Linked DNA regions of Mus musculus: regions 1, 2, 3, 5, 6 and 7 are each linked to region 4. The links are chromatin contacts, called in public Hi-C, HiChIP or PLAC-seq, capture Hi-C and promoter capture Hi-C maps. All regions are on one chromosome and are shown on one strand. The core of a region is the stretch at or near the end of the contact, and the rest is flanking DNA. Distances in the headings are between cores, read along the strand shown.

Region 1 (3,697 bases), core at 858-3,357, 280 kb before region 4:
TAAGGGCCAAGCTCCCTGGGGCCCCGCCAGGATGAGGGAAGGATGGACCTGTTCCTAATGGAAATGTGACACTTTACTTACAGTGGTTTTTTTTTGTTTTGTTTTGTTTTGTTTTTAATTTTTTTGGTTTTCCAAGACAGGGTTTCTCTGTATAGACCTGGCTGTCCTAGAACTCACTTTGTAGACCAGGCTGGCCTCCAACTCAGAAATCTGCCTGCCTCTGCATCCGGAGTGCTGGGATTAAAGGCGTGTGCCACCACGCCTGGCCAGTGTTTTTAATGAGCAATTAATTTATAATATGTAGCTCAGGCTGGCCCAGAACTCCTTGTCCATGTGATATATTTCTTTTGGTATTTTGTTTATTTGTTTTTGTTTTTGTTTCTCTTTTGTTTTGCTTTTCAAGACAGGGTATAGCCCTGGCTGTCCTGGAACTCACTCTGTAGACCAGGCTGGCCTCAAACTCAGAAATCTGCCTGCCTCTGCCTCCCAAGTGCTGGGATTAAAGGTGTGCGCCATCACCGCCTGGTGACGTATTTCTTACATGAATGAGGATCGAAAGCACATATTCACATAAAAAAGTGCATGTGGATGTTTCTAGAAGCCTTGCTCACTGCAGCTAAAACGTGGGCGGAACATAGGTAATTAGCTGTCTATGGATGCACCGGAAAGTGCCTGGTCTCCTTGCAAAAGTTCCCCACCCACCATTCACTATCGAGGGGATAAAATGAGATCTGCGCTCTGGATGGAGTGAACTTCCGGCCTCCATGACTGCCAGAGGCGGGGCTAGAGACCTGCATAGGAATGGGCTGCTCAGGAGAACAGTTTCTTTAGGATGATGAAAGTGTTTTAAATTGATCGATTGGTGCGCTGCATGCTGGGATATGCTTATGGCTGCTAACAGCTGCTGCATTTCAAAAGGCAAGAGGGCTGGGCAGGTGACAAGTCAGACTGCCTGGGTTCCACAGAGTGGAAGAGAGAGATAGCTGATTCCTGCAGTTGTTCCCCGACCTCCACACCCAAGCTGTCACACATACACACACTCTCGGGAACACACACACACACACAAAAAGATTTAAAAAATATATAAATGCTTTCATTAGGTAATACTGACAAAAGTAATACTTGAGAAAAATTAAAATGGTGTATTTGGGGCTGGGGTTCTGGCTCTTGGTAGAGCCCTTGCCTTGAGTATACAAGGCCCTGGGTTTGACCCCAGCAAGACTAAAAACTGGCTGTGGTACGGGTCTGTAATTCCAGCACTTGGGAGCTAGAGGTAGGAAAATCAGGAGTTCAAGGTCAGCCTGAACTACATCGTAAGACTGTCTCAAACAAACAAACAAACAAACAAACAAAAAACCCCAATACATATGTGTGCGTGCACAGACACAGAGAGATACACACACATACACACACACATAGATTAGATATACACACACATAAAATTAGATACACAGACACATACAAGACACAGAGACATACACAAACATAGATTAGTTATACACACACATATAGATTAGATACACAGATACACACAGACACACACACACACACAGACACACACACACAGGACACACACACACACACACGTTCTGGTTCGGATCACACAATGATAGGATGCAATACATTATAACCCAGTATCCTCAACACAGAAGTCTGAAGTGCTAAGACAACAGGGGTTTTTCCCCCCCTGGGAAGTCTGATGTTGGGCTAGGACTGAGGGTGCAGTGACCCACTCCAGGAAATGTGACCTGATTCTGCCCTGGAGAACCGGCCCAGTGGCCCAGAGCTTCCTGCTGTCCCAGCGGCCCAAAGAAACAGGCTTTTAAAGTTCTCCTGTGCCAGGCTGAAAGCATCCTGGAGAGTGGGACCCAGCGCCGCACCCAGAGGCCTCCTGGCTCCTGCTGCCTCTAGCCCTGCGCCCCTGGCCCCTCTCCACCTCCCCCACCCTCCCTTCTGCTCACTCCCAATTGCAGGCCATGACTCCCGGTCCCGGTCCCTCTCACCCGCCATGAGGCCTGCACTTGCAAGGCTGAAGTCCAAAGTTCAGTCCCTTCGCTAAGCGCACGGATAAATATGAACCTTGGAGAATTTCCCCAGCTCCAATGTAAACAGAGCAGGCAGGGGCCCTGATTCACTGGCCGCTGGGGCCAGGGTTGGGGGCTGGGGGTGCCCACAGAGCTTGACTAGTGGGATTTGGGGGGGCAGTGGGTGCAGCGAGCCCGGTCCGTTGACTGCCAGCCTGCCGGCAGGTAGACACCGGCCGTGGGTGGGGGAGGCGGCTAGCTCAGTGGCCTTGGGCCGCGTGGCCTGGTGGCAGCGGAGCCATGGTTTCTAAGCTGAGCCAGCTGCAGACGGAGCTCCTGGCTGCCCTGCTCGAGTCTGGCCTGAGCAAAGAGGCCCTGATCCAGGCCTTGGGGGAGCCAGGGCCCTACCTGATGGTTGGAGAGGGTCCCCTGGACAAGGGGGAGTCCTGCGGTGGGAGTCGAGGGGACCTGACCGAGTTGCCTAATGGCCTTGGAGAAACGCGTGGCTCTGAAGATGACACGGATGACGATGGGGAAGACTTCGCGCCACCCATTCTGAAAGAGCTGGAGAACCTCAGCCCAGAGGAGGCAGCCCACCAGAAAGCCGTGGTGGAGTCACTTCTTCAGTAAGGACCCCAACCTGTCCCCAGCACCCAGGAAGGAACTCATAGCGCCCCATTCTATGCTCCTGGCAAGCTTCACTTCCCGTCTAGGGGGCCTTAGGAGCTGTGGTCTTCAGGCTGGTGGTTAAGGGCTTCTTGCCGAACCTACCCCTCTGTTTGGCCCTACATACCCCGTATCCGTGGGCCACCTGTTTGCAGTCCGGCCTTTAGGAAACAGGGACAGGCCTGAGGTCACTTTGAAACAGAGGACAAAGGAAAGCCAGCCCCAAGAAAATGGTTGGAGAACTAGTGGGTGGTAGAAATCCTTCCCCAGTGTGGTCGTTTGTGCTCCCACAAATTCCACCTTCTTGGCTGGGGGGGGGGTCAGATCCAGGTTTGGGGCCCCAAAAGCCCCTGAGGAGGCCGGGCTGATGTTGGGCTTTTAGGGGATTTCCTGATCCGCCAGGGCCTTAAGCATCTGGCAGGGTACGCTTGGGTTTCTTACCTGGGGCAGATGGAGCTGAAGGTGGCAGTTTCCCTGCATGGCCAGGTGCTGCTTGCCCCTGACCCCAGCCTGGTCAGATAGCAGGGTTAGAGGCCTCCCCATACCAGACCCCCCTCTTCTGTTGTCTGGCTCCCCATCTCCTGGAGTGCTGAGTGGGTCCCGATTTCAATGCCTCCCCCGTCTCTCTCCTCAGCAAAGCCGTTCTGGTTACTAATTACCCACGCACGCCATTATTTCTTTTGTTTTATAAATTTATAAATAGCAAAAGGCTCTGATAAGGCCTGTGATCATTAACTTGTCGGGACGGTGGCGGGGAGATGCCCATTTGGGGGTGGAGAACGAACAGGAACACCAAAGTGAGGGAAAGGTAGCTTGGGGGCTGTGGGGAGTACTACCACCCCCAATTCCCCAAGCCTCCACAGTTTCCCTGAGATTATCGCCCGGCACGCTATTTTCTGTAGGGATTTCTGCTGTGCCTAAATCCCCATAATATAGAGATAACCGCCCCCCCAGAAGGAAGTGGTTAATAAACACGCTTTACAGTAGGGAAACTGAGGCTTAGACAG
Region 2 (3,758 bases), core at 456-2,955, 330 kb after region 4:
CTCACCGGTCAGAGGCCTCTGCTGCCTTCCGAAGCTGACCCTTGACTGCCCTTGGCTGTCCACCCTGTCCTTCCCTTCTGCTGACCCGGATCTGTCTTCCGCTGACGTAGGCTCCACACGCCATGGCTTTTTACGGTTATTACGTGTAGGTGTGTATATCTGCAGGGGGTTTGTGCACATGAGTGCTGGTGCATCGGATTCCCTGGAGTTGTGAGCTGGAGCCCGGCTCACTGTCAGAACCACACCTCTCTCTAGGCGTGCTTGCCCAACCTTCTTAGACTTGGAGTGAAAGTGGCCCCCTCTTTCCCGCTCTCCCCTTCTGCTCGCTGCACATTCTGTCATTTCTCTCTCACCCTAAGGGAAATGGACGTTAATTTTGCCAAGGTTCTAGTCACCTGTGTGTAGGCCATAGTCACCTGTCGGGGTTGCTCTCACCCCTGAGGCTTTGGGAGATGTGGTTCCATGGGATCCTGGAGCTGGCAACTGAGGCTAAACTCAGGTTGTCGGGTTTGGCGGCTCTACCCTCTGAGCCACCTCAATGGCTCCGCTATGTTTTTTTGGTGTGTCTGGCAATTGCCACTGTGAGACTTGGGTCACAAGTTCCGCCTAGCCTTGTGATTGGAGCTCTTGTGGCAATGTGACTTTCCCAGCCTTCAGCCTCTCACACCGGCTGTCCCCATGGCTGGTCTGTGTGAAGCTGAGGAGCAGACCCTGCCCATGGAGGAAGTCGGATACCCAGAATAGCTTTGCAAGCTCTCTCCCTTCACTGTCCTGGGCTCACCTCTCAGTTACCCAGAGAGCTGGGGCTTTGCTTATCCCTGTCATTCTCCCACCCGCTCAGACCCCAACTCCCCACCCCTGCCATGAGGAAGATGTCACTGAGGACAGGCTCTGCTTGCAGCCGTGAATCCGCTGGAGGCCGAAGTGTAGTCAAGTGGAGGACATCCAGGGAGCACTGTGGACTCCCTGGGATTGCATTGTCAGCCTAGGAGCTGGGGAGCCTGAGGCCCTGCTGAGATGTAGTGTGAGGTAGTGGCCATGTGCAGCCGGCTAACGTTCCCACCATGTATTTTGTGGGGCACAGGTTGAGTTCCCTGAAGCCCGCATTTATGAGGAGACCCTGAATATCTTGCTGTACGAGGCCCAGGATGGCCGAGGACCTGACAATGCCCTCCTGGAGGCCACGGGCGGGGCAGCTGGACGTTCTCATCACCTGGACGAGGACGAGGAGCGGGAGCGGGAGCGGATCGAGCGCGTGAGGAGGATCCATATCAAGCGCCCAGATGACCGGGCCCACCTCCACCAGTGAGCAGGCCGAGCACCCTGCCTTCTGCCCTCCCTCTGCTCCTGCCCCGCCCCCTCAGACCCTGTGCAGGCTTTGGGGCACCTCCCACTTCCCCTGGAGTCTGAGACACTTTTGTAACAAGCCAGATGATTATTTTGTTATTTCTTGACAAAGTAGATTGCTTCTGTGTTGGCCCGGGTGTGCACCCCTTCTGAACATGCTGTGTCTGGGGTCCCACCTCCCGTGAGAGCCTGGAGCCCAGCCTTCTGGGGCCTTGGAGGAAAACGTATGAATGAGTTTGGCGTGTATGTGAGAACCTTTGTTGCAGTATTTATTTTTATGGGTGTTGACTACCTATTAGGGCCTCTTAGGTGACACTCCCTCAAGGACTTAGTTTGGCAGTTGGGAGGAACTGCGTAGTTGGCAGCCGGCCACCAAGGCGTCCTTGAGCAGCCTGGCCCTGGTGTGTTCTGAGCAGGCAGTCTTTGCTCTCCTGTGAGTCTGCTCTGTGTGCGGTTTTGTACAGAGCCCCTTGGGCACAGTGGAAGGGGGACGAAGTGTGCTTCTGGCCTCTCCCTGGTTCTCAGCATGGCAGGCACACTCCAGGCTGGGAGCAGACCGATTCCTGGCAGTTGGCTGCTCTCTCGGCTCAGTCCTTTTGATGTACCCCATCCAGGAAGGGGCAGCCATCGCTGCTTTAAGGGTCTACTCCTCTCTTGCATGGCTTCCTTTTCTCATCAAGGGGGTGCCTTGCCCTTTGGTTAGGAACTGGGGTGACCGCAGACACTGGCACCAGGTGAGGACACCACTGAGTTTGCAGCAGTTTCCCTGCAGAATAGAGTGGGCATGCAGATACCTTTGGGTCTTGTTGTGTTCAGGGGATGTGTGTGTGACTGCTGGTGGGACGTGTGACTGTAGGGCGCAGGCGCTCACGACAACAGTCAGTTACCTCGAGTCTGCTTTGCGCAGAGGAGTCGTGGCTGAGTAGACTAGTTTCAAGGTTAGGTGAGAGTGTGGGATGGATTTGGCTGCTTGATAAAGGAAGTGTTGGCTATTTTTTAGACCAAAGGTATTAAGTGGGCAATCTCTGACAGGTTTTAAAATTTCTATTTAGCGACGGTTTGTACAGCTCGCTTTGTACATGACAGTTGTATACCTTTCTCTTGTATCTGACACAAAACCTATGATAAATACTCAAACAATCCCGACTGGATCGAGGAACCATGTATGGGGTAGACTTTTGTATTAAGAGCCAAGAAAGGGAGCTTACGAATCATGTTTCCTACGTTTTTATACTGTTTGTTTTAAACGGCAGCCCTGCCCAGTGGGTTCAGCTTTTCTAGGAAGTGAATGTCAGTACTGGTGTTTTCTATAGGAATGGAGAAGCCATGTATACACTGTGTAAATGCTCATGTGAGAATGACCTAGCGGCACAATCTGACTTGCCTTGGCCTCTGGCCTTCCGGTTACTGTTTTTGGCAGCTCTCTCTACCTTCCTCTATCCTCAAACCTTGTGCCTGTAGCTTTGTACTTCAGCTCCCAGGGATAGGAACAGACCTAGTGAACATTCCACGGTGCCTGATCTCGCTGGCAACTGAGTCCAGCTAGGGCCTGACCCAGCGTCAGTCTCCAAAGCTCTGCTTCCGGATTCCAAACACTGGCGTGAGGGGCAGTAGTCAGCACTTCTAGATCACCATCTAGTGAGTCGCTGGTGTAGAGTGAACTTTTACTGCACACTAAGGGCTCACAATTAAAATAAACCAGAATAGCTTTTTGCTCATGGTAACCAAGTTCAGTGTCTGTGGGGCCCACAGCCTGGCAGGTCTGGCCCAGCTCTCTGTCACCTGCTGTGGGAGATGGACCGTTTGACCTCTCTGGAGGCTGAGACCCCATACCTGCTGCTCAGTGCTGGTAATCAGCCCTCCCCAGAGTGCGTGCCGGCCAGAGGGCTCCACCCACAGTCCCTGGTCATGTACGCACATCACACTCTTCCTGCCTCTGCACTATGAAAACCATACTGGGAGTTTTAGAAGTGCTCACTCTTGTACGAGTGTCTGCGGACATGTGTAAAATAAACGTTAAACTCTGCTTCTACTCACGCCGCCTTCTGGTCTTTTCGAGATCGCCTGGCCCAGTCAGCAGGGCTACTGAGGTGCAGCAAGGGCAAGGCTGCCACATCCTGCCTCAGAGTCTGTCCTTCTCTGGAGGGCTGAGGGATGGGCTGGTGTTAGATTGGCATCAGAGGCCCCGACTCCCCCCGGGATCCGGGAGCCTAGCCCATCCCTGGCAGCATGCGCCACGGGCAGCCGGGTTGAGATTGTGCCTCTTGACAAGATTTTCTTTACTCCTGGGTCTCAGCAGCTTGCCAGAGGTACAGAGTCTGCCGCCCACCCTACAGTGACTTCTTGGTGTGCGCCTAAATTGGGTTCCACCAGGGACAGGGGAAGACTCTAGGTTGGCTCTCAGGAAGCGA
Region 3 (3,953 bases), core at 1,367-3,866, 320 kb before region 4:
TACATTCTTCCTAAATGCAGAATACAAATAATCACACTTGATTCTGTTTTTAAAGTATCATTTTTATATATATCTATAAAACCCAAGTGAAGGGCTGGAGAGATGTGGCTCAGCGGTTAAGAGCACTGACTGCTCTTCCAAAGGTCCTGCCTGAGTTCAAATCCCAGCAACCACATGGTAGCTCACAACCACCCATAATGATATCTGATGCTCCCTTCTGGTGTGTCTGAAGACAGCTACAGTGTACTTACATATAATAATAAATAAGTCTAAAAAAAACAAGTGAAGAATGACCAAAAAAATCCAAACTTCAGCTTCCATATATGTCCAGAATAGCTCTTGCATTCTGATATTTCTGTGAGAATAGGTGAAGCAGAGAGTTCACAAAGCATCATGGGCCACATACTCAGGACACATCACTTGGCCTCCTGAGCCTGTGTCCTCCTCTGAAATACGGAAGATTTCCCCTCCTTAGAGACATGTGAGAACTATCTGCCAAATACTGTGTGTTTAGTTCTTGTGCCCTGGTTGACTTGGAAGAACCAGAAAACAGGGTAGGGGCCGAGCTTCCCAGCCCTCTCCCCTGTGCACCATCCTTCCTCAGGACACTGTGGACTCTGCTCCTGAAAACAAGCTGGAAAGGAGGGGCTGAGGGTCCTGATGGCAAGGCACTCACTCGATTGCTTCCTTTATTCCATCAAATAAAGTCAAGACCCAAGGGAGTGTTTCAAGAGAGTTTATCATATAAATGATCAGCCTCCACAAAGTAGTCTCTTTACCTAGCCCACAAGCACCACACAAGCTGTAGGTGGCCTACCTACCCATTAAGGCACTTTCACCTTCAATGTTACACACAGGACATCACTCTGTGGCTCCAAACTGGGGCTGCGAATGTGTGTTGCACACAGCACTTTCCCCAGTTCCTCATCACTGGTATTTTTTTTTCAACCAATCCATATTCTTTTTACAGTACAGTTCAAAACCAAACCAAACCAACAAGGCAGCCATGAGGATTCACAGAGGAGTCCTCGTGGGGCAGGACAAGCAAGCTCTAGGTGTTGCCAGTGCCCATGGCAGCACCAACATTACCTAGTCCATCTGCAGGTAAGAAACTGAATCCCACCTGCCATTGAGATGCCCCTCCCTCACTGCTGCTCACAACTATTAGTCTGTCCTTTTAAACCACAACTGGAGCCACCAAAACCCAACTTTTCTTTTAGTTATTTCCTCTCAACTTCCCAGTTACCTTCTTTTTCAGATTGTGCATACATCGCTGCCGTTTGCATTACTAAAGCATGTTCGATCACTAACCCTCCATCAGGACACAGTGAGCTCCCGACTTAGCATAACCATCCCTTGTTTTCGTGTATAACCCGGCTCTTTTACTGTCTCCCTATGGTAGTTACAGCTCACTTACGCTCCCAACACTTGACAGTTTGCCCCGTGCTTTGGGAAGGTAGCCACACAATCTGTACAGGTTAGGGAAAAGGCAATTCTGGTACTTAAAGGTTTAGGGTCAAGGAATGAAGAACTAACTCACTTTTCCGAAGGTAGCCACACAATCTGTACAGGTTAGGGAAAAGGCAATTCTGGTACTTAAAGGTTTAGGGTCCAGGAATGAAGAACTAACTCACTTTTCCAATTACAAAACGAAGCGGACCTTCAACCCCACTCTTCGGAAAAGTCGACAGTTCTGGTACCAAGCCACAAGTGCTTGAAACCATCTCCGATCTCTTAGGCTGCAGCGACCAGGTTCCCCGCCCGCCCGGTACCTACCACCAACCCACCCATCTCCTGTTTTCTCACCCTCAAGCCACAGCTCAACTACACCATTCCCACTCGCCCCCGGTACAACCAACCTCCTTCCGCGGCAAACACTCCACGCCTCTGCCCTTCTCACCTCTTTCCCCCCAAACTTGGACGCATCTGTCACCTCCCCCCTGTAAATCACAAGTGTGTGTGCCTCAGCCCTAAACACGCTGCTAAAAAAAGTCCCACAGGCAGGGGGACTCAACCTGGACGGACACACACACACATTCCCGTGATCGAGCCCTCCACCCCCAGAACACCGGCCAGCACTCTTCGAATCCCCAGAGCAGAGTACCAACCCCTTTACAAAGACTACCCATGACCCCGCTGCTACCGACGACTTCCTTTACAGAATGTGGCCATCCTGGAACAAGACTCCCCCTCTCCGCTGTGCCAGGGCTCGATCACGGGGCCGCAGGGCCTCTGCCCACCGCGGAAGCGGTCGCTCCCGCCCTCACTACTTGCAAGTTGTGCCTCTTACCACCTGTTCTCGCCGAGAGTGGGGTACACCTTCGCCCGGGCCCGTTCTCTGCCCACCCTTCTCCAGCTTCCCCCCTGGCCCGCCAGCACCCGCGCCAGTCGGTTCCGCTGCGCGGCTCGAATGACCGCCCCTCCCCCGGGCTCGGAGGACGCCCAGCGGCCCGCACCCCGAGCCCCGCGAGCACCTGCGGCCCGGCCCGGCCCGGCCTCCTCGTCCCCAAAAGCCCGCACTCACCACGAATAGGTCTGTTCCGCCATGGTGCTGCCTCTCGGGGGCTCCGCGGCTCGCTCGGCCGGCGGCAGAGGGCGCGGCCGGGGGCCCCGGCGGCTCGCTCCTTCACTCGCTCGCACGGAGGACAGGCAGTCGGGCTCCGACAGACTCCGACGGGCCCCGCTCCCTGGGCCCCGGAGCGGGCGCGGGCCCCGGGCTCCGCGCTCGGCCTCGTCAGCCGCGGCGGCGGCGGCGGCTCCGCTGCGGCTCCAAACCCAACATGGCGGCGGCGGCGGCGGCGCGGAGAACAAGGGCCCCGAAACGGTGGCTCGGGCCCGCGCTCAGTGCGCGCCGGGCCGCGGGAGCGCCGCGCTCGGGCGGCGGCGGCGGCGGCCGGGGGACATGGCCGGCGGCGGCGGCGGCAGCGGCGGCAGCAACGGCTGAGGGGGGCGCTAGGCGGTGAGGCGAGGCCGCTCGAAGCACACCCGCCCGCCGAGGGAGGAGGGAGCGAGCGAGCGGGCGGGGGCGAGCCCGGGCCGCTGGTCACGTGCCCAAAACACGCTCACGTGACCCCGGCGCCCCGCCCCCTCGCGCGCGCTGCCCATGCGCGGAGCGCTCAGCCCAGGTCGGCTCGGGGCTACGGTTAGCTGCAGCGGCCGCCGCGCGCTAGGCCCCTTGGGCGCGCAGTGGTCCTCCCCGGTGCGCGGCGGTTGACTGCCACTCAGCTGTCAACCTTCCATCATCCACCGTCGGCTGTCCCTGGGTCCTCAGCTGCCAGTCAACTGTCAAAATGCGGACAGAGCGCTGCATTCGGGTTCCCGCGCTGCGCGGTCCCCCTCCTTGGTTTCTGCAAACGTCCCTTCGCGGCGCCTGGTGCCAAGTCAAATGCTACCATGCTCGTCTTCATAGAAGCGATCAGCGGGGTCCTTGTTGGGTGCCAGCTAGGCGTCAGCGCCTTCACCTAGGCCCTTGTCCTTACATGCATATTCTCAGGGAAGAGACATAGGTGGTTCGAGCTGGCTAAAGCACGAAGATTATTTCAGAGTCATGGGGCTATTAATAATGGAGAGCAATTAATAGAGACTAAAGGAAGGGTGCAGGCTACTTTGATAGGGTGAATGGGCATAACTCAGTTGTTAGAGCGTTGTGTGTGACCATGTGTTAGGAAAAAAAATTTAAAAACCCAGGCCTAGTGGTGCGTGCCTTTAATCCCAGCAAAGGCAGGCAGATCTCTAAGAGTTTGCGGCCAGCCTGGTCTACATAGTGAGTTCCAGGCCAGCCAAGAATACATAGAGAGACTCTATAATGAGTTAATGAAAGACAGGGAGAAACGTGAAGAAGCATATAGCAAGAGATGAGGAAACATATTTAAGCTACACAGTGTATGTTTCTGACCACATGACATTCTGGAAAAATGACTATGGAAACAGCAAAAAGTTCACTGGTTATCAGG
Region 4 (3,877 bases), core at 304-2,803:
GCTTTCTGATGAGTAGAGGAACGGGTGGATGGACGAACGGGTGGATGGACAAACGGGTGGATGGACGGGTGGAGGCAGAGAGGGAGGGATGGGGAGATGAAGAAAGGGAAGGATGAATGGATGGGTGAACTTTCAAGACCTGTCTCAGGACACCAAGCTACTATCTAAAAGATCCATCTTTCTTGTGTCGAGTCACATGTGGTTTCTGAGTGTCTCAGCTGGAATGGAGCAGGTTGAGCCATCAGGATTCTCTCTGAAGCCAGAGGCCCCAGTGCAGGCTGTTATCTCTCCATGGAATTAGGGAGTCTTCCCAAAGGTGGGTGGGGTTCTGGCAGAGCTGGGACACTGGGGAGGCTGTTGTAGGAAGATTGCATCTTGGGATGCCCGAGGCGGGGAGTCTGGGTGGGGTGGGAACAAGCTGAAATTGGTGGCTTGGGCACCTATCAGTAGGAGATCTAACGTGACTGGGCATGCAAGAGATAAGGACGGTCGGATCTTTCCCCGCCCGCGACTTCTTGGGGTCATGCCTGTAGTTTGGGTCAATCTTTCTGCCATCTGCCTCCTGAAAGGGTAAATTAAAATCATTTAACAAGATTTAGTATATGCTTTTCTGGCCCCTAGACATCTTCTCACTGCCCTTACTATGAACCACAACTAATTTCCTTCCTTCCTTCCTTCCTTCCTTCCTTCCTTCCTTCCTTCCTTCCTCCCTCCCTCCCTCCCTCCCTCCCTCCCTCCCTCCCTTCTTCCCTCCCTTCCTTCCTTTATTTTTTGGTTTTCGAAACAGGGTTTCTCTGTGTATCCCTGGCTGTCCTGGAACTCACTCTGTAGACCAGGCTGTCCTGGAACTCAGAAATCCACCTGCCTCTGCCTCCCGAGTGCTGGGATTAAAGGCGTGCGCCACCACTGCCCAAATTACTCCCAGCCCCTGCTCGCCCTTCCCGTGCACCGCTCACAGCTCTCCGGCTCCCTCAATTTAAGGCTTTGCTTAAGCGCCATGGTCACTCTATCCTCCGTGACCATCACAGTACGGAGCAGCAGCAGTGCAGAGTAGGATTACTGAATACTCAGTGTGGGCGGAGTACCAGGCTCTCCACTTGGAATTTGGGCTGTTATCTCTCCATGGAATTAGGGAGTGTTCCCTAAACACACTGAGCTCTGTGTTTCAGGACGCAGCAGCTAGGCTGCATTGTGGCTGAGGTGAGCCGGGGTGTAGGCTGTGGGGCGCGAACCTGGCACTTTGGAGGACCCTGGATTGGGAAACAAGGCCCCGTCAGGGTTTGAGCTGTAAACCCGGCCAGAGCATCCCAACCTGGGCGCGGCTCACCAGGTGCAAGACGCCCGCGCTTCCGCTAAGCCCCGCCTCCAGACCAATGGCGCGGCGGCTGCGGGGGCGGCGGGCTTCGATTGGTCGGAAGGGCGCGGCGGTGGGCGCCCATTGGCAGAGCCCCTGAGGGGCGGGGCCGAGTGCTCCATGGCTCCGGCCTGCGGGCGGCGCTCGGCGCTCGCTGCGAGGCGCGGGCGGAAGTGGCGACGCTGGCGTCCCGGGAGGCGGCGGGCGGCGACAGCCCGGGCGCGGACGCCCTCGGCGCGGGCTGGGGCATCACCAAGGGCCTCGACCCCGAAATGGCGCTGCTGGCCGAGCACCTGCTCAAGCCGCTGCCCGCAGACCGGCAGATCGAGACCGGGCCCTTCCTGGAGGCTGTGGCTCACCTGCCGCCCTTCTTTGGTGAGTCCCGGGCTTTGCCAGTCCTCCTCACCTGCCCAGATCCCTCTTCCTCAGATGCACCCGGGCCCTTAACTCCCTGTCATCCATTGCACCCAAACACCGCTTGCTATTGCACCGTGGGCATGCTTCATCAGCCCTCCGGCTGCGCCTAACATCTTCATCCCCGGCTTCATTTTCCGCCCCCTTCAGAATGGTTCTCAATTCTCCCCCACCCTCACTCTGAACGATAAGCCCTACCCCCCACCCCAGCCTCTTCCCATCCCAGACCAAAGAACACCCCCATCCCACCCCACCACCTCCAAGGACTTGAAGATGGAGCTGCAAAACTCAAGGGCCCTTTTTAGAGGAAGTCATGAAAAGGGTTTCCCCCATCTGGGAAAGGGGGCTGGATTGTGGGGGTGATGTCAGCTGCAGGGTGCTTAGCTCGGATCCCCACCCCCTTTCGAAAAGGAAAAAGTCCGGTCTTCCATATGTCAAGTTGAAGCACCTCCCAGGAGCGCTGGAATGAGTCCCCAAGCCACTTTCAGGCGCGTTCTCTCCCCGCCCCTCCTCCAGCCTAAGACCTTGTTGTAAAGTGGAAGGAAAACTAATGCCTCCTGCCCTGCCCTTTGCCTTGCGGTTCACAGAGGGTGCTGCTACCTGAGCCCAGCTTTCTTCTTGGTGGGGACGCTCCCAGCGCCCTACCCTGCTAGCTCACTTGGTGACTTTGCAGGATGACACCAGCTCCCGGGTACAGAGTCCAGTTGAAATACTTGGACAGAGCCTTGAAACCGCCTTAGCCTGAGGAGGTCTGGCACCCACTCAACCCCTGGTGGGGATAGGGCGTGTGTGGCCATGTAGATCTGTGTCTTGGAGTCCCTATCTGTGAAATGGCAGGTTTGGGGGTGGGGACTAAATGAGAGCCTGTGAAGGGTGGGTGTTAGCTGTGGAAAGGAACTTGTGTGAAGTTCTTGAATCTAGTTTCGGGCCCAATGCGCCAGCCTGGAGGAGCATCCCGAGAGCAGGTCTCAGGCTTTCTCAGAGGCTGAGAAAGCTCCAGCACTGCCCAGTGGGTGCTCTGTCAACCCGTGGCATGCCTAAGACCTGCTTTTTTTCGCCTGTATCTCAGCTGTAGATCAGATTGCATCTCCAGAGAGAGGGAGCTGTTGGCGTTAGCTTTGGTTTTTATGACAGCATTATGTTGTTTTTAAAAATATATTTATTTGTGTGTGTTGGCATGGGGGGGGGGACAGACAGGCGGGGGCTGGAGGACCGTTTTCGGAAGTTTGTTCTCTCCTTCCACAATATGGGTTCTGGGAACCAAACTCAGGTCATGGGGCTCCACAGTGACCTGCTGAGTCACCTCCCAGCCCCGACAACACTATGTCTTCTGTGCCCTTGGCTTTCTGAGTAGTTGCTAGTTCGAGCCAGCCTGTCCTGGGTTCGTAATCTGCTGGAGCCAGTGCTTCTCAAGGGATGGCAGTTTTGTTCCTTAGAGGGGGTGGGGGGGCAGTATCTGCTTGTCTGTGGAGATGGTTTTGTTCTTTGTCGTTGAGGGGTGGAGCAGAATGCTACAGAGCACCCTCTGGGTACAATGCCCCTCAATACATAAGCCACAAAAGGGTGCTGCAACCCATCAGCAGCTCCACAGTGGTGGTGGCATGACTTCCCTGTCCCTCACCAACGTGGCATGGCTGCACTTGGGGGCACCCCTAGTGCCTAAATGTCCGGCTGGTTTGGGAAGAGATGGAAGGAGGCAGCTGAAGCTAAGGCAGACGAGTCACCCTCGCTCGCTCCTTGTTTCTGGTCTCAAAGGACCCTTGTCTTCGCTGCCATCCTGGGCTGTGGGGTGTCACAGCTGTGGACAGAGCACCATTTAGACAGACGCTTCAGTGGAGTTGGACTGTGAAGGGTTAACTGGCACAGGTCACCCCATAGCCATGTACTGTTCAGCACAGACGGTCATTCTTGGCGCTCTTACCAAAGAAAACACTCTCAATGTGCTCTTCCTGGGTGGAGCGCTCTCCCGTAGACTCAGGCTCCAGGAGGGTTCGCCACTGTCAGCGCTCAGGTGGGGACTCGGTCTAGATCTTTGGGGTGTCCCCAGTCACTTGGATGAGCTGGGCACAGTGTGTGTGGCCCTGAACTACATCTGGTCTGGAGTGGTGG
Region 5 (3,806 bases), core at 825-3,324, 440 kb before region 4:
GTCTTCAGCCACTCAAGAAGAGAGCATCAGATTTCGTTACGTTACGGATGGCTGTGAGCCACCATGTGGTTGCTGGAATTTGAGCTCAGGACCTTTGGAAGAGCAGTCAGCGCTCTTAACCACTGAGCCATCTCACCAGCCCCACGGATAGTATTTTTAATTTTAATTTTCAATTACACTTAGTGTGCGTGTATTATGTGTGTGCGCGCACACACATGTACATGAGCATTCATGCATACACACTAGCCATAGCATGCATGTATGCAGTAATCAGAGGACAATTTACAGGAGATGGCTTTTTCTTCCTACCATGTTGGTCCTAGGTATTAAAGTCAGGTGCTCAGATTTGGCAAGTGGCTTTACCCACTGAGCCATCTTGCAAGCCTAACATAACATATTCATACATAAATGTAGATATTCTATGCACACCATTCTGCATCTTGGGGTTGTTTTGTTTTGTTTTCCTTTAAACATTTCTTAGTCTGTTTGTAGAGACAGATTAGTGCATATAGGCCTTCCATTTAAAGGGCTGCCCAGTAGCTATGAGATTGCTGTGTGATTTACCTAACCTCCATTGAACTGTGAACCTTGAGAGCCCATTTTTTTGCCAGTACAAATTGCTAGACTGCACACCCATATGCACCAAGTGTTTTTTTTCCTGAGAACTCTCTTACCTTTATCTTGCTGTTACAAGACCCCATGACCAAGGTAACTTATAGAAGCAGGGGTTAAAATGGGATTTACAATTTTAGAGGGTTGGAGTTGATGACCATTGTGACAGGGAACATGGTAGCAGGCAAGCAGGCAGGCAGTCCACACTGGAGCAGTAGCTGAGAGCTCACATCTTGACACTAAACCAGATGCAGAGAGGGTTAACAGGGCCTGATGTGGGCTTTTGCTACCTTGAAACCCACTCCCAGTGACACACCTCCTCTGAGACCACACCTCCTAGTTCTTTCCAAACAGTTCTGTCAGCTGGGAAGCAAGTCACATGTGTGAGCCTTATCATTCACATATATGACATCATCACTCCAAGCCCCATACAGAGCTTTCAGGAATTACTAGAACATCAAAAACAAACAAAACCATGAAAACTGTGTTCACCAATCATGGACCATGTAGCTTTGGACTATACCAGAAATCTCTTTTGGGGAGCAGGTAGGATGTTCAAATAATGAATTGATTGAAAAAAAAAAAAGAAGAAGGAGGAGGAGGAGGAAGAGGAGGAGGAGGAGGAGGAGGAGGAGGAGGAGGAGGAGGAGGAGGAGGAGGAGGAGGAGGAGGAGGAGGAGGAGGAGGAGGAGGAGGAGGAGGAGGCCTGGGCTGGAAAGATGGCTCAGCGGTTAAGAGCACTGCTCTTCCAGAGGTCCTGAGTTCAAATCCCAGCAACCACATGGTGGCTCACAACCATCTGTAACAGGATCTGATGCCCTCTTCTGGTGTGTCTGAAGACAGCTACAGTTTACTAAATAAATCTTTTTTTTTTTTTTTGCTGAAGGGACCCTGATATAGCTGTCTCTTGTGAGGCTATGCTAGTGCCTGGCAAATACAGAAGTGGATGCTCACAGTCTTCTATAAGATGGAAAACAGGGTCCCCAATGGAGAAGCTAGAGAATGTACCCAAGGAGCTGAAGGGGTCTGCAACCCTATAGGTGGAACCACAATATGAACTAACCAGTACCCCCAGAGCTCATGTCTCTAGCTGCATATGAAGCAGAAGATGGCCTAGTCGGCCATCACTGGGAAGAGAGGCCCCTTGGTATTGCAAACTTTATATGCCCCAGTACAGGGGAATGCAGGGCCAAGAAGCGGGAGTGGGTGGGTAGGGGAGCAAGGCGGAGGGAGGGTATAGGGAACTTTCAGGATAGCATTTGAAATGTATATAAAGAAAATATCTAATAATTTAAAAAAAAAAAAAAAAAAGCATGTGTTTTAAATATCCAGAGTGACTGGAGTGTGAAGATTCTCAGGTCAGCACCCTCGCACCTTCCAGGAGGCGGCTCCTCCACAGGCCCCGCCCCCAGGAGCCCGGGCCTCGCCCCCCAGGAGCTCAGGCCCCGCCCTGGGCGCCAGGGTCCCGCCCCCGCTCTCCATAGTTACGGCGCCCCTGAGGTGGCGGCCATCTTGGTGGTGGAGCGATGAGCGGGTCGAACCCGAAGGCTGCGACTGCGGGTTCGCAGGCTGGGCCCGGCGGGCTGGTGGCTGGCAAGGAGGAGAAGAAGAAGGCCGGCGGCGGCGTCCTGAACCGGCTCAAGGCGCGACGCCAGGGGCCCCCACACACGCCCGACGACGGCTCCGGGGCCGCCGTCACGGAGCAGGAGCTGCTGGCCCTGGACACGATCCGCCCCGAGCACGTCCTACGCCTCAACCGGGTCACCGAGAGTGAGTGGCGAGCGGGCGGGCGGGCGGGCGAGCCGCGCCCTCCCTGGGCACCGGGCCTGGGAGCGCTCGGCGGGCTGGGCCGGGTCGAGTGCTGCCGACGCCGGGGGTCTGCTCGGGCCGTGCTGCTGAGGGCCCCGCTTCCCAGACCCGGCGAGCGTCTCTGGGCCTGGTCCGACCGACCCTGCCCACCTTGGGTCCCCGTCCTTGCGACCCCAGCCCTTAGCCGGGTTCCTGCCCACCCATCCTGCTGATCTGACCAACCCCAGCTTCCCGCAGCCTGACAGAGCCCCTACCTGCGGACCCCGGCTCCTGACAGCCCCTCCCCCTCTCGACCTTTGCTTTCGGTCCCCTCTGGGGTCGGGGACCCCTTTGTGTCCAGGTAGCTTGTGCTTCCGTCAAACACGTGGCTGTTGCGTTCCTTGCACACTTAAACTTGGTTGCATTTTTTTTCCACATCTCCCCCCACTCTCCCCCCCAAAAAAAAGTTTAAAAGTTTGAGCGTTTGTAGAAACCGAGACGGGGATCTTCTTGCTCTTGAAAATTTCTTTTCTAGTGAATTTACAGTTGGTCGGTGTTTCAGAAGTACGATTTTTTACATCTTTTAAGTCTTTTTTGACTGGTGTAAGGGATGGTGGGAAGAGAGACGTGTCTGCTCCCTGATGATCTACCTCTGCCTTTTGGAAGCTGCCCAGTCCAGCCCTGACCTGACACCCTTTCCTCACCCACCCCCACCCCAGGAGTTTGCAGTCACCTGGTTAGCCTTGGCTTGCCCTTTTCACCTCCCTGCCCTGGAGACTTCTAACCCTGTTTCCCTGAAGGATGTCAGAGTATCCGCTGGATTGCTTCACTGGGGCCCCTGGGGCTGTGAGGTGTAGTTCAGGTTGCTCATGGAAATGGAGTTTGAGGGAAAGTGGCTATTAACTGGCTCAGCCTGTGCAAAAGGAAGCCTCCATCTCCTAAAATAGTTTCAATTTGATTTGGGATGTTTGGTGACCCAGTTTCCTAACACTGTTTGGGGTGGGGACACTCTTTCCTCTGCCCAAAAACAACTGTAGATAGTCATGCTCGCGGTCCCGGAACAGTGAAAAAGCTGCTTCAGTTCTCTGTTTTCATGGGGGATTTGAAAGTATAGAAATGGCTAGTACCTGACCACTAACATCCTGTGAGCCTCACTGGTGTCTTGGACTGTCAAATGCCTGGCCCTACAGACATGCTAAGGACACTCGGGTCTCCCCTGATGTATGTCCCTTTCCCATCTCTGAGAGTCCTTAGAGAAAGCCACAGCCAGAGCTTAGTGGCCTTTGGATTTTATCATTCTTAAGTTCTTCTGTGATGTGTTTATAAAAAGATAAAGAGGTATAGAATAGGTCCTTTGAGGGTGTAGTGAGGTATGGGGGAAGGGGATGTCTCAGCGGGCCTGTGCC
Region 6 (3,940 bases), core at 1,405-3,904, 400 kb before region 4:
TAAATACACAAAGGGAAGACTTGTTCAGTCCACGCACGCTCTCACTCTTCAGTCTCTCTTGTGCCTGGGCCTAAGGTAAGGTACACTCTGAACAAATTATACAGACAGGAGACAGCCAGTCTGGCCACTTAGGCAAATGGGGGGGGGGGGTTCCACACAGAAGAGATATCACATACTTTAAGCACACAGGTATTTTCTCAACAGTTGTCACCCAGAGAGAGTCACCCTGCTCACGGGGACTAGACGGATGTTGCTCCTTGAAGGTATATCTTGTGTTCTAGGACTGGCCCTAGCTGCTGGTTCTAAGTCAGGATGTCTCCTTGGTTATGGGAGTGGAGTCTAATAGGATGAATCCTGAACAGACATTTACATCCCAGCATCCTAAATTCTCTCTAGCAGGCCTCGTTCACACTACTTACCTTCTAGTATTTGGGAGGTAACATTGCTTTGGCTAAACCCCACTTGTGACCTAATGTCTCCTTAGCAACTCTTCTAGGAAATCCTTTACAGTGTCAACTCTGTCGCTCTGTGTTTCTTCTACATTAGACTGAAGAGCACACTGGCTTTGCTAAAATTACTTCACTGAGATTGTTACCATGAAAATATTTTTACAACTGTCTCAGAGGAAAAACAACCAAACCAGATTCTGTTCATTTCAGCCAAGTGTACAAATCAGAAGCTGCAGCCACACTGCGGTGGCTCGGCACACCTGTGGACGGTGAGCTAGCAGCTTACATAATGTCTCTCTGATGCTCACCAGGAAGAGTCAGAGCGATAAGGAGCAGCATCACAGCTCAGATCAGACCGATGCCAGCACAGCTGGAAGGCACAAGCAGTGACAGTGGGAACCTCGTTCCACCTCCCATGCAGCAAGTGGTCTGGTGAAAACAAGGCGCTCTCAAGCCTTAAGTGCTGGGCCTGGCATCCCAGTGCCTGCTTGAGTATGATAGGGCAGCAGCAGGAACAGACATCCCTGCCCCTCTTGTGTCTCCAAGGGCTCAGAACTAGAGGTGGTTCTAGGTGAGAAGTAGTTGCTCTGAAGGCTTGACTAGGAATGGCCACACCCCAGTCTGGGGACTGCTGTATGAGGTAGGTCTGGAGTCTGGTTAGACAGGCTGAGTTGAGGTAGGGACACAGTGGATGGCAGTCCTGCTGCTCTGGTGAGGATAACCCATATTCCAACAGAGCACTAGATTTCTGCAGCCCCACATCCCAGGGCGAGTGGGACATCAAAGTGTTGAGCTTGGTTCTCACCACCTAGCCCAGGACTCTGTTTCCTCATTTTCCAGCACACTAGAGACTTCTCTCTACTGGAACAAACTGGGAGACTCTAAAGCAGGTGTTCTCAACCTTCTTAATGCTGTGACACTTCAAAACAGTTCCTGTTTTGGTGACCCTCAACCAAAAAGATTATTTTTATTGCTACTTCATAACAGTAATTTTGCTACTGTTAAAAACCACAACATAATTGGTGTTTTCTGATGGTCTTATGACCCCTGTGAAAGTGTCATGCCCACAAGGGGCTGAGAACCACAGATCTAAGTAAACGTAGACGACATTTTTTGAGACAGGGTTTCTCTGTATAGCCCTGGCTATACTCAAGAAATCTGCCTGTCTCTGCCTCCCCAGTACTGGGATTAAAGATGTGCAAAACCCAGCTAAATTTAGGTGATGTAGACTAAAAAAGTACATGTGCACAGAATATCCCAACAGCTACAGAATACACATTCATCTCAGCAGTCTGTGAAGTTTTAAGAAAATTCAACCACATCACATTTCAGGTGATAAAGGAAGTCTTAAAGATCCCTGAGATAACGTCATGCACTTTATCAGGTTGTGGGAACAGAAGCAGAGATGAGAGAGTAAGAACTACAGAGCCTGTGTGTCTTGGTTTGAGTAAGAAATGCCCCATAGGCTTGTGTGTATAAATATTTGGCCCCCAGCTGGTGGCTCTGTTTTCCAAATTTTGAAGGCATTAGGAGGTGAGGCCTACAGGGAGGGAGGGGTCCCCCTGGGGCGATGGTGGCGGTGTACGGAAAGACCCTGTTTCCTGATGCTCAGAGCAAGCCGTGTCTCAAGTTTCCACCACTAGAGTCAAGGCCCAGTCATCACACATACCTCCCTTGCTGGGATGGACCGTATCCCCTTAAATCATGAACAGGATATAAGCCTCTTATAGGTGCTTCTGTGGGGATTTTTGTTACTTGGACAAGAAGGTAACACACTACACAAACACTGAACAATACAGTCTTGAGTAACAGTGGTCAATGAAGAAATAAAAACTACAACATTTCAGAGCTCTCTGGACACAACAGACACAGCTCTAATGTTACCTTTACAACTTTTACTATTTCCATTTAAAACATCACTAAACTTAAGCCATCAAAGCCTCTCAGCACAAGTAAAGGAAATCAGCGGGTGGGGTGGGGTGGGGTGGGGTGTGTGGGGGGGTGAGTCAGACTGAAGCAGCAGGGGTTTTACAATCAATGGATTCTTTGAAATTTTATGTTCCCCAAATTGGAAGATCAAGGTGAAATGGATAAATCCCTAGATATATACAATCAGCTGAAATGAAATCAAGGCTGTGATAACTCCAACAGATCTAGAGTGAGCAATGATGTCAGCACTAAGGGAAAACCCACGACTGTGCAGACACATTCCTGCAGACCTGAGACGATCTGCATGGTCAAACTACTCCACACAGACAGGAAAAGACACTAGCAAACTCACTACACTGAGCCAGGGTTAACTTTGCTACCAGGCAAAGTCCAGGTAAGGACTCCCATCTTCCCTGGTGCTGCAGGCAGAAGACTTGTCAATAAAAATTCTTGCAACTGAAGTCAACAGCACACTAAAGACCACGCCCACAGCCAGGCTCACTCACTCTGAGAAGGCTCAACTCAAGCTATGTGCTCCTTACTTTTTTTTTTTTTTGGATATGGTGTTTAAATTCTTAAAGCCATAAGGGAAGGGAAAAACCAAAACAAAAACCCCCATCTCACCATGTAGAGCAGGCTGGCCTGGCCAGTGATGGTTTTCTATAGACCAACAATGATTCCTCTGAGAAGAAAACCCTAGTCATGATGCTCTCCTCCCACTCCCAAAGTGCCAGGGGAGTGAAGCCCTGGGAACTCGAGCAGAGAGGTGAGGAGACATCTACTTGAAGTCACTACAAAATGCACAGACCTACTCATGAGTTAGCACTGTGGCTCGCAGATATAATGACCATCATCAGAATTCCAGTAACATTCTTTTTTTTTTTTTTTAAAGATTTATTTATTTATTGTAGCTGTCTTCAGACACTCCAGAAGAGGGCATCAGATCTCATTACAGATGGTTGTGAGCCACCATGTGGTTGCTGGGATTTGAACTCAGGACCTTCGGAAGAGCAGTCAGTGCTCTTAACCTCTGAGCCATCTGACCAGCCCCTCCAGTAACATTCTTAGCAGAAACAGAAAAGACAGTAATTACCAAAGGTCCTGCACAGCCAAAGCAGGTCTAAGCACCACCAGGAAGGACAGGCATTACCTCATTTCAAACTGTGTCAGAGTCTCAGCACACAGCCAATGGAACAGATAGACTGCAGAATGCACTCTCAGTCCTCTCTTCTTTTTATGGTGCTAGTGATGGAATCAGGCTATGAAAGCTCTGTTACGTTATATCCCCAACCGCCCCATATACAACACATGCACTGAAGACACTTTTTCTACACCATGTCTGGGAAAGCTGGATATTCCTGTAAATTACAATGAAAGTGGATGCCATGGGAGTGGGAATAGGCTCCCACAGACGCATGCATTTGAATGCTTGCTCATAGAGAATGACACTATTAGAAGGTGTGGCCTTGGTGAAGGAAGTTACCACTGGGGGCATCAAGTCTACCTACCTATGTGCCACCTGGCTTCCTGCCAAGGTGACAATGGACTGAACTGCTGAACTG
Region 7 (3,667 bases), core at 235-2,734, 470 kb before region 4:
TGACCTGGATCTTGGCAGTCCCAAGCAGGGGCTTTAATACCTGTATGTCTACGTGTCACGGACACACAATGAAGGTCAGAAAACCGCGACCCCTTCTTTTTTTTTTAGTTTTTCTCTGTATAGCCCTGGCTGTTCTGGAACTCACTTTGTAGACCAGGCTGGCCTCGAACTCAGAAATCCGCCTGCCTCTGCCTCCCAAGTGCTGGGATTAAAGGCATGTGCCACGACCTCCTGGCCTTTGGGCCCCCACATCCTTAGCAGCCTTAAGGGGACTGGGGGTAAAAAAACCCATGTTCTCTGCCAAAGCAGCTAGCGCTCTAGACACCGAGCCATCTTTCCAGCCTCCTATTTATTGTTATAGAGACAGGATCGCACTCTTGGAGCTCAAGCTGGCCTTTTAAAACTCCCGGTAATCATCCTGCTTTAACCTCTGAGAATACAGGCACGCGTCACCTGGCGTCAGCGCGCCCAGAGTTGTTTTATGTTCCTTTTTCTGAACCTCAAAAATCAAATTCAACCGGGCTTTCCATGTTTTGTCCGCATTATCTGTATGGACAGGATAAGTACTTATGGAACAAATGATTCCACTTCCCCCGCTTGGCTGGGTCGGAAAAATGGGAGTTGAGGCAGATACCCAAGGGCATGGACAATAACGCAGAAGAGCGCTGTGTGAAATGCCAAAGCAGGGAGCTCGGGTCGTGCCAGTGGTCCCCAGCAGGAGGAGGAGGAGGAAGCCCCTAGCTCCACTTAGGTTTCCAGGCCCGCCAGGGACCGTCGCCATGGAGACGCAGGCACCCTGGAGCCCCCTCCCCCTAACAGCCACGCGTTTCCGCTGCGTTGGAGCATTCTGATTGGACGGCCTCCTGGACGCTACCACACACCAAGCGCCTGCTAAGGGGTGACGGTGGGGACCGTATCCTCGCGGGACTCGCGTGTCCCGCCACCTGTTCACATGGCATCCAAGGGAGAGACGGGCCCCGATGCTCCACCCGGGGACAAACCATCGCTCGGCTTGCAAGAGCCTGGGCTCTTGCTTTCTGAGTTGAAGGAGGAGGGATGGAAAAGGCGGCAACGCCCCCTTCTGAGCTGACTCGGTCCCCAGCTCTAGAGCACCGGAAGTGTTGGCGACGTGTCAGTGCGCCCTTCTCTAAACCTTCCCCGGCCCAGGCCACCTTTCCCAGTCGACTGTGGGATTCCGGGGCGGCCTGGGCGCTGCACCCGCCACTTCCGCATGGAACCGCCGCTTCAACCGAACTCCCTCCCTGGGCGCGCGCTCCTTCTCGTGCCCCGTGGTTGGGCCGGAGCCTAGGCGCGGCCACTCCCCTCCCCGGACGCACCAGCCAATGGCGCGGCCGCTCTCGGCGGGGTGGTGGGTAATTCATGAGGGCCTCCCTCTGATTGGCTGAGGCGCTCCGGGCTGAGGGCTGGGCGTCGGGGTAGGTTGCTCCCGAGGTGGGAGGCGGCGCCCCAAGGCCGAGGAGGTGGAGGAGGAGGAGGAGGAGGCCCTGAGAGCGACATGTCCCGGGTTGCCGAGGCAGAACGGTCCGCTGCGCTGTTCTCCTGAGTTGGGGGCGGCCGGCCGAGGACGAGGGTCGGCAGGGGCTGCCCCCGCCGTGGTGGCCGCCATGCTGAGGCCCCGGGGAGCCGAGGGAACCGCTGTGGCGCTTCTCCGGCTGCTTCTGTTGCTGCTGCTGCTGGGACCGAAGCTCCGGGGTCCGGGGCTCGGCGTGGTCGGCGCCGCCGGGGCCGGACTGCCGGAGAGCGTCATCTGGGCAGTGAACGCAGGCGGCGAGGCGCATGTGGACGTGCACGGGATCCACTTCCGCAAGGACCCTCTGGAAGGCCGGGTGGGCCGAGGTGAGAGCCCCTCCGGCCGAGCCTGGGGGGGTCCGCAGCCTGGGAGCAGGGCGCAGCTGCGGGCCTCGAACCCCTTCCTCTCCAGCCGGGAGACCACAGCCTTGGAACGAAGTTTCTCTCTGCAGTGAACCTACCCCCAGCCCCCCAACCCCCCACCCTCCAGGGACCTGGCCAGGACCCAGGGCCTAGCCCTGACTGGAAGCTTCCAAGAGCCATCGAGGCATAGAGTTGGCGAGAAGTTTATATTTAGACCCTTTCTCATTTTACCTTGCCCCAGCCCCTCATCCCACCCAAGCTGGGAATGTAAAAGGCAAGGGTGGCCTTTTGCCTGGCGCCTGGAGGCCTCGCAGGTTGGAGGTCATCGACTCCGCTGCTCTGCCATCCATCGCGACGGTTTCCAGGAGATGCTTTGCCCACCCTACAGATCACCCGCCGTTTTCCGTGCCCCTTCCAAGCCCGGGACTGAGGCTTGATTCTTCGCCAGAACGGCAGGGAGTCTTCGAAGGGGGAATAGTACGGGAAAGTTTGACTGTGGCACCCCTCCCCTCCCCTCCTTTGGAATTTGTATGCTTAAAAGTCAAAGCCACCCGACGGGTGTCGGTATATCGCAGCCCATCCTGCCTATGAGGTCAACCTGTGTAAGGTTTGAGTGTGACCCCCGGGTGATCGTAAGACGTTTGATCCCAGCTTAGGGGGAAAGTGGGTTTTACAGAGTTTCACAGTTCACAACGGCCAAATGAGAATTTTGAGGGCAGATGGTTAAAAATACAGGTTCACAACGGCCAAATGAGAATTTTTGAGAACAGATGGTTAAAAATACAGGTTCCTGGGCAGTCTCTAGACACAGTAGACAAACTTTTTTTTTTTTTTTTAACTTAACTAGCTGGGACTCGGGTCTCTGCCCTAGGCACTTCTGTTATAGGTTACCTTACCCCCCCCCCCCCCAATTCATTCTTTGGAGAAAACCGCTCTAGATTCTTCCATAAGTAGGATTGAAAAACAGGTTTAGAAGGAAAGTCGGGGACTGAAGAGCTGGCTCGGTGGTTAAGAGTGCAGATTGTTCTCTCAGAGAACCCGTTTGATTCCCAGCATCCAGATGATAGCTCAGGATTGTCCATAACTCCATTTCCCAGGGATCCAGTGCGGCTTTCTGACATCCACAGTCACAGGCACACGTGTGCACAGAGAGACATACATGCAGGCAGAACACTACACAAAACTGTTTGAAAAGGTTTTTTGAAAAGGTTTTTCTTGTTTCATGTTCTGGAAGATTGATGCTGTATGCTGGGCGCAGAGGCTGCCTTTGCAGACAACAGGAAATCTCTTTTTTCAGTGTTTGTGTGTGGTTCTTTTAACTTTACTGAAGGTTTCAACTTAGTTTCTCCCAGTTTCTGTGTCGAGATAGTTATATTGTGTGTGTCTTATCTGGATGTTGTGGCACACACCTATAATCTCAGTACCATCAAGGCAGAGGCAGGAGGATCCCTGATTGATGAAAGCCAGTCTGGTTTATCTAGGGAGATCCAGGTCAGCCAGCAATCCAGGGCTACATTATGAGAGCTTGTTTCACAAAAGAAACCAGAATTCTTTGCTTTTATACATGTAAGGGTCTTGGCACATGGGGCTGTTCTCTGAAGTTCTGTGTCCTGGAATTCATTTAGACCTGGCATGCAGGTCCCAGGAACCTGGATTCCGCTGAGTCAGGGCTCCAGGTCGTGGCAGCCAAAGCCAGACTTTGTAACAGCAGGTCGTTACTGCCTCTGTTGCTGGTGTTCCTCTTTCTTCATGCTTGTGGGCAGAGAGGAAGGAG

The links. Promoter capture Hi-C pulls out the DNA fragments that hold promoters and counts their contacts. A called contact is a pair of places that touch in the nucleus more often than the background predicts. HiChIP or PLAC-seq counts read pairs in DNA pulled down with a chosen protein or histone mark. Capture Hi-C pulls out chosen DNA fragments and counts their contacts.
Region 1: a contact with region 4 is called in a capture Hi-C map of embryonic stem cells, with 2.5 times the contacts expected there. The contact joins the promoter of Hnf1a here to the promoter of Gltp in region 4. A contact is called at or near these places in 4 of 39 promoter capture datasets (the 3T3-L1 cell line, the C10 cell line, the HPC-7 cell line and 1 more), 1 of 15 datasets of contacts at CTCF or cohesin (large pre-B cells), 3 of 115 datasets of contacts at active chromatin or transcription factors (embryonic stem cells and pancreatic cancer cells) and 1 of 9 other capture datasets (embryonic stem cells).
Region 2: a FOXA1 HiChIP or PLAC-seq map of pancreatic cancer cells shows a contact between it and region 4. The contact joins the enhancer-like site here to the promoter of Gltp in region 4. A contact is called at or near these places in 1 of 39 promoter capture datasets (liver), 2 of 484 Hi-C or Micro-C datasets (CD8 T cells and LSK cells), 4 of 115 datasets of contacts at active chromatin or transcription factors (embryonic hindbrain, forebrain, neural tube and 1 more) and 1 of 9 other capture datasets (liver).
Region 3: a contact with region 4 is called in a Hi-C map of epidermal suprabasal cells, with 4 times the contacts expected there. The contact joins the promoter of Sppl3 here to the promoter of Gltp in region 4. A contact is called at or near these places in 2 of 484 Hi-C or Micro-C datasets (embryonic stem cells and epidermal suprabasal cells), 3 of 115 datasets of contacts at active chromatin or transcription factors (embryonic stem cells, memory CD8 T cells and pancreatic cancer cells) and 1 of 9 other capture datasets (pancreatic islet).
Region 5: an H3K27ac HiChIP or PLAC-seq map of embryonic stem cells shows a contact between it and region 4, with 3 times the contacts expected there. The contact joins the promoter of Unc119b here to the promoter of Gltp in region 4. A contact is called at or near these places in 2 of 484 Hi-C or Micro-C datasets (both in embryonic stem cells) and 3 of 115 datasets of contacts at active chromatin or transcription factors (embryonic stem cells and pancreatic cancer cells).
Region 6: a promoter capture Hi-C map of embryonic stem cells shows a contact between it and region 4, with 2.9 times the contacts expected there. The contact joins the enhancer-like site here to the promoter of Gltp in region 4. A contact is called at or near these places in 1 of 39 promoter capture datasets (embryonic stem cells), 2 of 484 Hi-C or Micro-C datasets (the HL-1 cell line and embryonic stem cells), 3 of 115 datasets of contacts at active chromatin or transcription factors (bone marrow-derived macrophages and embryonic stem cells) and 1 of 9 other capture datasets (embryonic stem cells).
Region 7: a contact with region 4 is called in an HNF4G HiChIP or PLAC-seq map of pancreatic cancer cells. The contact joins the promoter of Mlec here to the promoter of Gltp in region 4. A contact is called at or near these places in 8 of 39 promoter capture datasets (embryonic stem cells, hematopoietic stem and progenitor cells, hippocampal neurons and 3 more), 2 of 484 Hi-C or Micro-C datasets (CD4 T cells and muscle stem cells), 4 of 115 datasets of contacts at active chromatin or transcription factors (embryonic stem cells, memory CD8 T cells, pancreatic cancer cells and 1 more) and 1 of 9 other capture datasets (liver).

The regions. Positions count from the first base shown.
Region 1 is chr5:114,969,472-114,973,168 of GRCm38.p6, reverse strand. Hnf1a (HNF1 homeobox A) reads left to right here and starts at 2,107. Exons shown (of 10, transcript NM_009327.3): 1 at 2,107-2,650. The coding sequence starts at 2,325. It overlaps Hnf1aos1 (a long non-coding RNA gene), which reads right to left. Exons shown (of 6, transcript XR_878697.3): 1 at 3,132-3,697.
Region 2 is chr5:114,363,193-114,366,950 of GRCm38.p6, reverse strand. It overlaps Myo1h (myosin 1H), which reads right to left. Exons shown (of 32, transcript NM_001164573.2): 32 at 2,375-3,758. Kctd10 (potassium channel tetramerisation domain containing 10) reads left to right here. Exons shown (of 7, transcript NM_026145.4): 7 at 1,085-3,379. The coding sequence ends at 1,309. Among named protein-coding and RNA genes, the nearest start is that of Kctd10, 15 kb to the left of the region's middle. Within about 2 kb of position 1,705, at least 74 of the 459 cell types and tissues checked have an H3K27ac peak or open chromatin away from gene starts, as enhancers often do. A contact at or near this core is called in LSK cells and pancreatic cancer cells, where this site is marked.
Region 3 is chr5:115,010,187-115,014,139 of GRCm38.p6, reverse strand. It overlaps Sppl3 (signal peptide peptidase 3), which reads right to left and starts at 2,616. Exons shown (of 11, transcript NM_029012.2): 1 at 2,525-2,616. The coding sequence starts at 2,547.
Region 4 is chr5:114,688,611-114,692,487 of GRCm38.p6, reverse strand. It overlaps Gltp (glycolipid transfer protein), which reads left to right and starts at 1,553. Exons shown (of 5, transcript NM_019821.2): 1 at 1,553-1,729. The coding sequence starts at 1,627.
Region 5 is chr5:115,133,243-115,137,048 of GRCm38.p6, reverse strand. It overlaps Unc119b (unc-119 lipid binding chaperone B), which reads left to right and starts at 2,074. Exons shown (of 5, transcript NM_175352.4): 1 at 2,074-2,382. The coding sequence starts at 2,139.
Region 6 is chr5:115,090,050-115,093,989 of GRCm38.p6, reverse strand. All of the region lies in intron 8 of Sppl3 (signal peptide peptidase 3), which reads right to left. Among named protein-coding and RNA genes, the nearest start is that of Rpl37rt, 16 kb to the left of the region's middle. Within about 2 kb of position 2,654, at least 25 of the 459 cell types and tissues checked have an H3K27ac peak or open chromatin away from gene starts, as enhancers often do. A contact at or near this core is called in embryonic stem cells, where this site is marked.
Region 7 is chr5:115,155,993-115,159,659 of GRCm38.p6, reverse strand. It overlaps Mlec (malectin), which reads left to right and starts at 1,484. Exons shown (of 5, transcript NM_175403.3): 1 at 1,484-1,857. The coding sequence starts at 1,626. It overlaps Gm35465 (a long non-coding RNA gene), which reads right to left and starts at 161. Exons shown (of 2, transcript XR_387598.3): 1 at 1-161.